Linked DNA regions of Mus musculus: regions 1, 2 and 3 are each linked to region 4. The links are chromatin contacts, called in public HiCAR-type, HiChIP or PLAC-seq and promoter capture Hi-C maps. All regions are on one chromosome and are shown on one strand. Each heading gives the region's core, a stretch centred on a gene start, on an enhancer-like site or on the middle of the called end of the contact. The rest is flanking DNA. Distances are from core to core; before and after follow the strand shown. Region 1 overlaps Fat1 (FAT atypical cadherin 1). Region 2 holds the start of Mtnr1a (melatonin receptor 1A). Region 3 overlaps Fat1 (FAT atypical cadherin 1). Region 4 has its middle 200 kb from the start of Gm30397.

Region 1 (2,700 bases), core at 90-2,589, 410 kb before region 4:
TCTGAAGTTGGTCAACCCTTGACTATGACAGAGAAGCAACATGGTTGACCTGAAGAACCCAACTAAAGGCTGAGGAGCCGATTAAGGAGGCTCAGGGGATACAGGTGAGTGAATCCCACGAAGACAAAGAAGGAAAAGCCTGCAACGGAAGAGAACTCTGCAGCGCTCCACCACAAACACCACAAAGTTACTATACGTCGTACCACAGCATCTCCCTACGTTGCGCAGACTATACTCACACTAAAATGATATCCTGTATTAATAGTAGGACAGATATCATGAGATAACTGGGAATACAATACTAATGTTAAAATATTAAGCGGGAAGTATCGGATCCTGAGTTCTGAATCATAAGCCAGTTTTAAGTTTATACAAATTTCCGGGTGTGGTGGGGCACGCCTTTAATCCCAGCACTTGGGAGGCAGAGGCAGGTGGATTTCTGAGTTCGAGCCCAGCCTGGTCTACAGAGTGAATTCCAGGACAGCCAGGGCTACACAGAGAAACCCTGTCTCGAAAAACCAAAAATAAAAAAAACAAAAAACAAAAGTGACAAATTAAGAAAAAAACGCTTTGGGAAAGAAATAGATTCCCTGTCAGTCCGAATTCAGTCCTCAGCGGTGACCTATCAGAGATTTGAAAACTACCGCATGCTTTATCTTCCTCGTCAACAGCAGCACCTCATGCTGTTTATTGAATCTTGAGTTTGGCTGGAAATAATGTAGAGCTCACAAGAATGCCACTTGGCCTAATGCATGTGACCAACATGAAGTTCCTACCATGTGCCAGGCGGCCAAGGAACTCAGAAGAGAAAGACGGGGTCTCGGGGAGGAAATAATTAAGTGAAAATTCATTCGCCAGACCAGCAGGGTCAAGAAGTGTTTAAGAAGGAGAACGCTGAATTTTACCATCTTAGTAGATCACAGCTCTCTCCCATGATCTTACACAATAATCACGGCCTAGCTCCATCTTGAGGCACTGGGGGGTTAGAACTGTGGGCAGACATTAATTAGTTCCTCCACTTGACATTTTCTAACTTGTGCCAAAGAAGTATCTCTACTGATATGAATTAAAGCACTGTTTCACTAAGGGTTAACTGAAGGCCTTATCAACACACTGAAGAAATCTCAAGAATGTAAAAGGTGAGGGCAACGTACAGGTTTCCCTAAGCCGACTAACGACCGCTTAGAGCGTGTGTATGAAAAAGTTATGTTTCAGTATGAAGACAAAGCCCCATTCAGGGAGTGAAATGTCAGTTGAAACAGGCGGGCCTGTGCCAGCCTCCCAGGCTCCTTGCTAAAGAAGGAATGGAATGAGCTCGGGCCTGCCCCTCTCCAGACCGCCCAGCTCACTGCACACACAGAGCTCCTGCCAAGACGGCCAGTTGTCTCCCAGTCCTAGAGTGCACAAGCTGGAAGAGAGCAGAAGGGAGCAGGCCTCCCCTTCCCTGAGCCCGCTCGGGCTCCTACAAAACAGAATTTAAATGCAGAAAAGGACCGGCAACTGATTCTCTAAAAATAAAATCTAAGATCCATACGCAATTCAGCTGTGCAAAAAAGTAAGGCGTGTTCCACGAGAACGGAGTGCCAACCGAACAAATAAAAATTCCACTTGCTTTGGACACTTGTGCTAATGGGGCTGGGTCAGCTCCCACCGCCTTCTTTCTTTTATGGCTAGAACTTTTGACCAGATGTGTGGCAGGGATTTTTTCTTTTAACTTTAATAAAGCAATTTCTCAATTTAAAAAAACTCAAAGTTACTTACATATTGAAAAGAAAGAATGTACAGGAACTATCCAAAATACTCATTTTTGCTGTTAAATCCCAAAATTTATCAGAATTCAAACACTTCTGGGTGAATCTAAGCAAGTCATGGACTGCTTCAGAAACACTGCTTGGTTACTTAGTAGATAGAAACCCTGACCACCACGTTTTATGCTAGCAAACATCTCAGATTACTTCAGCTATCTCCAATGATCTCAATTCACTGCAAGGTTTGATTACACAGACCCGGGAGCCTTTGTTCAAACAGAGGTCACCGGTAGGGGTCCTGCATAGGTTTTCTGATCTCCCAGTTTTCTTAGGTAAATGAAATTATTTACATAACTGAGGAGTTCTAATTTGATATTTTAATGACAAAAGATAGCGTGCAAATGGGTGCTAAGAGAAGTAATCAAGGTTAGGGAATCTAGGCAGGCAGCATACAAACAAACCACCCTACCAAGATTTCCCAACCTTGGTGGTGGCGGGTTATCTGGAGGACGCTATTTTAAGCAGATAGGAAACAATCAAGGCTCTTGAAAACAGTGAGCTCAGTTCGAAGACTAAGAAAAGCTGTTGCTGATTCATCAGTTCAGAGACCAAAAAACTACAACTCTTAAGACATGGAAAGACGAAGTTAAGAACAGACTGGTAGGGCCGGGAAGGTAGCTCAATTGATAAGGCGCTTGGTAGGTGAGTATGAGGACCTGGGTTCAGATCAACAATAACTACATTAAAAACCATGCAGAAGTCTATGCCTATAAATCCCAGGGCTGGGGAGGCAGAGACAGAAGGGTCTTGGGGCTTGCTGACCAGGTAGTGCTACCCATTCTGTGAGTTCCAGGCTCAGTGAGAGGCCCTGACTTAATCACAAATCCTCAAACCATTACTCGGGAGATTACTATATGACTATTTCAAAAATGAAGAATAAAATAATTCCAGC
Region 2 (2,745 bases), core at 143-2,642, 500 kb before region 4:
TGTATGGGTGCTCAGGGTCCCAGTGCAGCTTGTGGAGACTCCTAGCTCTCAGAAGGGGTGTGCTCCCCCAACTATTCGCTTATCCCAACTATTCATTTATTACAGTGGTGGAGACCAAGCCTAGGGCTTTGCCAATGCTCCACAAACAACAACCACCAAGCTATTGAATTCTGAAGACTGGATTCTAGTTTAGGCCGATCATCCGTGAAAGGAAGTCATCCCGTTTTCTAAGCCAAACTGAATTCACATTATCAGATATTTTCAAACTAATTCTTGTACTTTGCACAGCCCGAAGCGTTGCAGAAGCTAGGCCAAAGGTGAGCCACATGCTGCCTGAATTTGAGTTTTCACCAGCTACCTGGTTTAGGACAAAAATATCATTTGGGGCCATTTATTTAAGCAAATGGATTCCCCTCTACCCTTCTACCAAAAGTTTACTTCCAAACCAGGAACAGAAATCCAAGCAACCTTGACGCTGTTTGAAGGCATAAAAAAGCTTAGGGAGAACCGACCAACCCGCTCTTACGCTCTTACGCAGGGTAACTAGGTCAGCTCATTGCTCCAGGGAACCCCAACTGTAACTCAAACACAGAATTAACTCTAGTCCTATATTCTATGCAAATGCATTTCTCGCTACAGTTTTCATCTTCTAAAATGCAGATTTGACTTGAGGAACAAAGGTGCTTCCTCAGCATTCTTAGCATCTTCCCAGACTACCTTGCAATTTGGTGCTGTTAGCTGAAAACCACACCTGATAACAAAAGCCAAGCAGTAGCTCTGTTGTTTTTGGCGGCTTCTGCATCTTCTCCTATTTTTGCGAAGTTGGGGGAAATGGATTTTATGCAAATCCAAACAACTGATGATGAGTTCGTTGATCTAGATGAGTAAAGAGATGCTGTGGGAGGGAACAGAGTTTTACATCTCTAAGAACTGAAGACTCCTGGATGATCTTTGTCAAGGCATCTTATAGAGGGACAGGGTCAAGAGAAAGGAGAGAAAATTATCCAAAGTCTCATTTCTCAGAAACGGACTTTCTGAAGTTTTCTCAGTGTCCCGCAATGGGGCTAGCGCTGGGAAAGGTGCCCGGAGCCCCTACCTGAGTTCCTGAGCTTCTTGTTGCGGTACACAGACAGGATGACCAGCAGGTTGCCCAGAATGTCCACCACGATGGTAAAGATGAGGATGAAGGCCAGTGTAGAGGCCAGCCAGGACGGTCGTGGTCTCCCTCCCTCCCCGCCGCCTGGAGCCTGCTGAGTGGCATTGAGCAGCTCGCTGACATTGCCCTTCATGGTCCCCTGGGTGCCTCACCGCAGCACAGCCAGGGCCATTGTCCTGTCGCCCCGGAGCCCTCAACTGCTCAGCTCTGCTCGAGCCCTCTCCGCCACTTTTTATGGCCCTCCCGCGTCTACTTTGCATCCTTATGATTGCTTCGCGGCTGTCCTGCCCACTCCAGCCCCTCCCGGTGGTAGGACACCCTCTCTGCACTTGGCCACTGCCGCCTGCTGACACCTGCTGTCCACTGCCCAGCAACTTGGACTCGGAGGTCCCACAGTGCGTGCACGTTGCGCCCCCGTGTGGCGAGACTCGGTGAGACACGTGGAGGCATCAAGTGGAGGGAAACTTGCACCCTGGAAGGCCTCGATTCACGAACTTGAATCCTAACCAGGACTAGATGCCCTGGATGTCTTATCCGGAAAATGAAGATGAAAATAGAATCTAACTCATCAACTTTAATAGTCAATGATGTGTAAAAATAAAGTAATAATGATATTAAATCACACCCTTTCCGTCTGGCATAGCACGATTTAATGTCTGTTCTGGGTGTTTCTGGCAATTAAACGAAACAAAATGTAAATATTTGCAGATGACAGGTGTATATGTTCTTTTGAAACTATCAGTGAAAACAGAAACTTGAGATAATAGAAGCAGACGTAGAACCACAGTGTAAGATTTCTGGGAAGTGCATTAGCCAGCTCTGTACAGAATGGAACAAAACCCCAAAACTTTCTTCAACATGGGGAAGGAGACTTACACAAAACATATGATGTTCTCATATTGAACACTTAAATTTTCATGCTCTCCATATATTTTATGGCTGTCCAATTCCTAAGCATTTCCAAAGTCCCTTTGAAAGAGTGAAGAAAAATGAAGAAAATACATTTTAAGAAGATGAATACCAGAAAAGCATGACATGACAATATTAAAATCTGTATTAAAATTAAACAATGTGTCGTAGCTCTGGAGGCTGAGGCAGGAGAATCAACACCAGTTTGGGGGCATCTTGAGCTGTGTGGTCAATCAGTGTTGCTGTATAAAATCCTGTCTCAACAAATCATATTAAGTAAAATGGTTGTGTTCATCAATAATTTCAAGAAGAAATGCAATGCAGAATTGAGGGGCCTGAGCGTGTGGCTCTGTCGTTAGGGCTCCTGTGCAGCATTTGCAAAATCTTAGACTCCATTTCTAGTGCTGTATAAACTGGATGTGGCACCTCAGTCACGTAACCCCAGCACCCAGGAGGGAAGGCAAAGGATCAGAGGTTCAAGGTCATCCTCCGCTGTTCAGGACAAACCTGGGATGTGCGAGATTTCATCTAAACCGAGAATAAAGCACAGAATTAAGAAGGTTAATGTTTTAAATTAGCAATGAGGGAAATCGGTGATGGACAGGAAGATATGTTTAAGGGAATGTGGGTAAGTGAGTCTCTAAACTTGAGGTAAGGAAGGGCCCCCTCACTAAGTGAGC
Region 3 (2,700 bases), core at 163-2,662, 430 kb before region 4:
CTGACTTTCAACCATCTTCCTATCATTCTCCTTTAAGACTAAAACCAGGAAGGGGAGGCAGGCAGCAGAGGGTTAGGGGGTGGGGGCAGGGCAGTCACCTAATCCTACTTTATTTCCTTTTCCATGTCTTTGGCTACATTTTTTACTTTTTACAATAATAAGAAGAGCCACTGTAGCTTTTGACCTTATAAAGCACTATCCAAAGCAGTTTCTCTTAGCCTGAAATTCTCTCAATTCCCACTGCCCAACACAGTAGCATCTAATTGCGCCCAGCCGCTGAGCAGCTGGAATGTGGCCAGGCTAACTGAGAAAGTGGAGATTTCAGAATGAATTTAAATAACTTAAAAAGGCACTGGTCATTTTTGCTGCTTTCAATAGCCTCTTGTTCCAAATTACATGCCAACATGTGGCTCAACAATGTTCAGAATATGTTTGTGGTTAAAAAGCTAAAGATACAATTCAATGACGAATACATCCGTTATCAAAATCCAGGCTTGTAAACATTTGCCCTACAAATGCAACGTTTTCCGCTGTTCTGGCGTGGGGGCCACCACTCTCTGTCCTCCAATCCTCAGACTCCGTCCTTAGAATTCAGTTCACAGAGTTCAGCCGGAGATGAAGAACCCTTGTCATTGTCACTTTATAGCTTTGCCTAATACCCCCCCAAAATCACATCTTTGTGTTCAACCTGACTTCCGAAAATTAATTTGTTTACCAGCACACGCTTTTTGCATTTGATGGCTTTTCTGATGGTTTAAAGTTGAAAATTAAGTTGCTAGGCCCCGGTGACGCTGCCGTAATATTTAACCAGCTCAGAGTTCCCCAGTTGTTCTGCCTGCATTATTACTCAATGTGCTTGTCAAAATGGCCTCCCCAAATGTATCCTCTGAGAGAGACACAAAGCTCTTGCCCTCGACGGTAAGACAGATCAGAGGTGAGGGGTCTAAGTTATGTGAGGGGTCTAGGTAATGTGACAGTGCTAACAATGTTTATAAGTCTGTTCGGTGCAAGCACTCTTTCATGTATACTTTTAAAAAAACAAATAAATAAGCCAAGCTGTAGAAGGGCCAGAAGACGTGACCTCTTGGTTGACAGCTGTCACAGGTCCTTTCCTGGTGCTTGTAAGCAGTTACACCTAGGGGGACCAGCCAGCCTGTTATCATGGCATCCCAGCTGCTTCAATACAAAGGTGGCCTGAGGCAGCTGCACTCTGGCCACTAGGCTTTCGAAACCGTGGTTTTGGTAAAGGCACAAACTTCTTCAGCAGGTTTGTCCCAGTTAAGACAGCTCCAGGCAACTCAGAAGACCTCAGAAGCAAGCAAGGGAAGACTTAGTGGCCTCCAGGTCACTTCTACAGCTGCCCCAGGCCCAGGCTCCGCCTTTTAACAGCTGTGCTTGATTAGGCACAAACCCAGGAAGGCGCCTCTCCTAGTGACTCAACAGAAAGCTTGCAAATTCCCAACCTGAGGGCTCTGACTGGTCCCTAACTCAAGGCATTTGACGTGCTGAACTGGAAACTGTGCAGTGACCTGTGGAATTACATAGGAACTCAAGAAATGCCACGATCCTTTTCCAAATGTATCATCAGGCTGTGCTTTCATGGGCTCTAGTAAAGGGTTGTCATATCACAGGTCAAAAAGAAAAAGCTGAGCTGGCCACAGGGAAAAGCAGCACCTTTTGTTTTGTTTTGTTTTGTTTTTTGGTGGTAGAGTTAGCGGCTGCTTTCAGTTTTGTTTGGGGAGACTGGATATCCCTAGCTGCCCCAGATCTTGGGTTCCTTTTGCCTAGGCCTCCAGAATCCTGGCTTTACAGGTGTGACCCACCACCCCCTGCTTCCTTTTTAGCACAATAATTGGGTGCTTCCTTTGGTGCCAGGCTAAGCATTCTAGGAATCAGAAACATTAAGGAAAATCAAAATAAGATAAGCCCTAGGGGCAGTCAGTAAAGTGGTTGAGCAACCTTTAGACAAAGAGCTACCAGAACTAAGAGGCAAACGTTATTGTGAGCCTTGGGTATGAATGCTAACTTCCTATACAAAATGTATATGGAAATATTTACAAAGCAATTTGTCAAAAGAGAAAGGAGGAACTGGTCAGGGAAGAGACTGAGACGGGGCAAGGAAGGTGTTTCCTTTCCTATACTAGAATTCTCAAGGAAGGGATCTTCAGTTCTTAACAAATCTTTTACTTGAAACTTTATAGCCTTAAAAATACGTTAAAACTCAAAGCAAAAGATATAGGAGAACAATTTACTGGGTGGAAATTTTAGATGGAAAAGAATCCAATACAGTATTTCTTTCTCTTTCCTTCCTTCCTTCTTTCTTAAGATTTATTTATTTGTTATTTATATGAGTATACAGTAGCTGTCTTCAGACACACCAGAAGAGAGCATCAGATCCCACTATAGATGCTTGTGAGCCATCAGGTGGTTGCTGGGAATTGAACTCAGGTCCTCTGGAGCCATCTCTCCAGCCCCCAATACAGATTTCTAAAGCCTGAACTATGCAGCCATTGACAAACATAAATAAGACTTATAGATATATATGTGTATATATATATATATATATATATTTTATATTTATATTTTATATAAGTATGCTGTCTTCATGCACACTAGGAAAGATGTCAGATCACATTATACATAGATAGTTGTGAGTCACTACGTGGTTGCTGGGAATTGAATTCACAACTTCTTAACCTC
Region 4 (2,700 bases), core at 29-2,528:
AATTTCTCAAATGCCTCTAATATATTATTTACCACTTGTTAGTTTTTGAAATCATGAGAGTTATGCCATTTTAGCATTAAAAATACATAGGTAGAGCTAAATAAATAAAACAAGCCACCCTGCCCTCTTTGTCTTTCTTCAGAGTTCAACAGTTGTACACAAGTCAGTCTTGGGAGACTATAATAGCAAAGACAGAACTCAAAGTATGTGTTCCCACAAACTTTCCTCTGATTAGCACTTACAGTGAGAATCCCAAGGGTCACAGACATAAAACATGTTTTTTATAGGAGAAGTGCATGTCTCTACTTTGCAGAAGATATTTATGCACAGAAGGGAACACCTACTGTTGAAAGCTCAATTCAGGAAAATAGAAACTTATTTGTTATGGGACCAGGAGATTTAAGAATAGAAAATACTGATGGAAATTGATTCCATTTTAAACATCAAGACTGTCCAAATAATACATATTATTAGCTTCATAAGAAAGCTTAAGAGGTTGTGGGTTGGTTGTACTCATAGAGGTTGCAAATGCTAGTTTTTGCAGGCTTTGGGGAGCATGGTGCTTTTTCTAGCCACACAAAACACCAGCTCACAGAAAACAGAAAGCAGCAGTTCTCTTGTATGTAGCTGGGCACCTAAAATTAGATATGGCCATTTTACTGGCATCTCATTTCTTCTCTTAAGTTTGGTCTTCCACCCTGTGTACTAAGATGGAATCCAGGAATCAGAAAGAAAATTGTGAGTCTGTGGAAGGTGGTGGATAGATGGAAGTGTACGCAGAGAAGGATGTGAGGAGAAGGAGGAACCTTGCATAAGACACAGGGACATAGAATTACTGTCTTTTCAGACATTGCACGTCCAAGTTATTTTTTTTAATTCAAGGGGCTTTTTTGGTGGGGGGGGAGCTTTGTGGTTTTAAAAATATGACTATAATTAAATTGTCTGAATTAGAAAAGCAAAAAGTTTGGGAGCTGTTCTATTTATAGTTTGAGAGCAAAGGTGGGGGAAGGACAGAGAAGAAGAAGGAGGAGGAGAAGGAGCAGGAGGAATAGGAAGAGGAGAGAGAGGGAGGGAGAGAGAGAAAAAGGGAGAGAGAGACAGATAAAGACAGAAAGTGAGAGAGGGAGGGAGGGGGAGAGGGGGAAACAGAAACACAGACACACACAGATAGACAGAGACACAGAGAGACAGACAAAGAGATACTAGCCCTGCTCAGAGATATCTGGGTCACCTCTGACTTGTCTGTGGATTTCTGCCATTGTTTTCTTCTCCCGGGGACAGAAGAGAGCAGCATGCCTTCTGTTTCTCTTTATCCATACCGCCTTGAACCTTCTTTATGAGCTATTTCCTAGTGGTTTGCTAATCAGCATCTTAAACAGGTTTAACCAAAGTGGGTCAGTGCTGCTGTAAATCTCCACCCAAATATGCCCCAGCAATGAAAACACAACTCCATTAATATGAGTACACGCTGTGCGCCTAGATTGGGCAGATCTACCGCTACACTAACGTCTTCCACATCTATGAGACCCCTTAGAACTTGTGGTTTCTCCAGGCCATGTGCTTCTGCTCCACTTTTCTTCTTCTTCCTCCTCCTCTGCGTCCTCTACTTCTCCATTTTCTCCTCCTTCTCTCTCTCCTCACCTTCCTTTCCACCTTCCCTTTTATCTGCCCAATCATCAGCTCTCCTTTATTTTACAAATTAGGGTGGGAAGCAGGTTTACAGGAAATCACCTGAGTGCTGACTCACTCCTTGTTCACAACCACTTACTGGAGAACAGAATTAACATCAAATATAATTAACCCCAGGGCTATCCACAACTGGTCAGGAATTGAGTACTTCTTCTTAACTGACCCTCAAATAGCTTCCCTTCTTCGGCCTTTTGTCTACAATCCCTCAGTGTGCACACTATTTAACCAATTGACCATTCAGTAGAAATGTAGAATTGTAGAGTTAAAGGTCATAACTGTGGGTCTTAGGAGGCTGGGGATTCCAGACAATTGTACTAATAGAATTCCATTATGAAAGAAATTGAGTATCATTCAAATAATTTCTTGTCTCTAAAATATACTTGATTTATCAAAAGTAGAACAATTTTTGTAGAGATCCTCTTTGATCACACACACACACAAACACACAAATACACACACAAGCAAACACACAGATGTACACACAAATACACACACACAAAGACGCACACATACACGAATACACATAAACACACACACAAACACACTCACATACACGCACAAACACACATCTGAAAATGTTTTAATAATGAGTTTATCTGGAACTATAGTTTTTAAAGAGAAATATTCATTTTCCATGTCTATGTTGCTTTTACATTTAAAAACATGAAAATAATTTTAGGCCTCCTGAAAATATAAGGCACAGGGCAAATTTTTGAATGATGCACTACGTATTCTGAACTACATTTCCCAGAACATACTGTAAATGCTTTAAAAAAAAGTTTCATTCTTGTTGGTTCATTTATAATTCTGAAGTTTCGCAGATTGGCTGAGATTGTTATTGCCGATCGCTATACATGTCTCTGGTTAATTTTCCTGCTCACTTAATTGTCTTCCACTTTCTTTCAGGCTTCCATGGTGGTTTCTCTTATTTTTTTTTTTAAATTAAATGACTTTTGAAAGAGAATATCTTCTGAAGACTCATACATTCTTCCGTCTGGGTAGAAGTCCTTT

What was found. Promoter capture Hi-C pulls out the DNA fragments that hold promoters and counts their contacts. HiCAR-type assays count read pairs that join an accessible place to other places. HiChIP or PLAC-seq counts read pairs in DNA pulled down with a chosen protein or histone mark.
Region 1: a HiCAR-type map of embryonic stem cells shows a contact between it and region 4, with 5 times the contacts expected there. The contact joins two enhancer-like sites. A contact is called at or near these places in 1 of 115 datasets of contacts at active chromatin or transcription factors (embryonic stem cells) and 1 of 9 other capture datasets (embryonic stem cells).
Region 2: a promoter capture Hi-C map of embryonic stem cells shows a contact between it and region 4, with 2.7 times the contacts expected there. The contact joins the promoter of Mtnr1a here to the enhancer-like site in region 4. A contact is called at or near these places in 4 of 39 promoter capture datasets (embryonic stem cells and stem cell-derived epiblast-like cells) and 1 of 115 datasets of contacts at active chromatin or transcription factors (embryonic stem cells).
Region 3: a contact with region 4 is called in an H3K27ac HiChIP or PLAC-seq map of embryonic stem cells, with 2.5 times the contacts expected there. The contact joins two enhancer-like sites. A contact is called at or near these places in 1 of 115 datasets of contacts at active chromatin or transcription factors (embryonic stem cells) and 1 of 9 other capture datasets (embryonic stem cells).

What each region holds. Positions count from the first base shown.
Region 1 is chr8:44,978,885-44,981,584 of GRCm38.p6, reverse strand. The region is part of intron 1 of Fat1 (FAT atypical cadherin 1); the gene reads right to left. Among named protein-coding and RNA genes, the nearest start is that of Fat1, 30 kb to the right of the region's middle. Within about 2 kb of position 1,339, at least 130 of the 459 cell types and tissues checked have an H3K27ac peak or open chromatin away from gene starts, as enhancers often do. A contact at or near this core is called in embryonic stem cells, where this site is marked.
Region 2 is chr8:45,067,754-45,070,498 of GRCm38.p6, reverse strand. It overlaps Mtnr1a (melatonin receptor 1A), which reads right to left and starts at 1,392. Exons shown (of 2, transcript NM_008639.3): 1 at 1,097-1,392. The coding sequence starts at 1,289.
Region 3 is chr8:45,000,468-45,003,167 of GRCm38.p6, reverse strand. All of the region lies in intron 2 of Fat1 (FAT atypical cadherin 1), which reads right to left. Among named protein-coding and RNA genes, the nearest start is that of Fat1, 52 kb to the right of the region's middle. Within about 2 kb of position 1,412, at least 113 of the 459 cell types and tissues checked have an H3K27ac peak or open chromatin away from gene starts, as enhancers often do. A contact at or near this core is called in embryonic stem cells, where this site is marked.
Region 4 is chr8:44,568,494-44,571,193 of GRCm38.p6, reverse strand. No RefSeq gene overlaps it. Among named protein-coding and RNA genes, the nearest start is that of Gm30397, 200 kb to the left of the region's middle. Within about 2 kb of position 1,278, at least 3 of the 459 cell types and tissues checked have an H3K27ac peak or open chromatin away from gene starts, as enhancers often do. A contact at or near this core is called in embryonic stem cells, where this site is marked.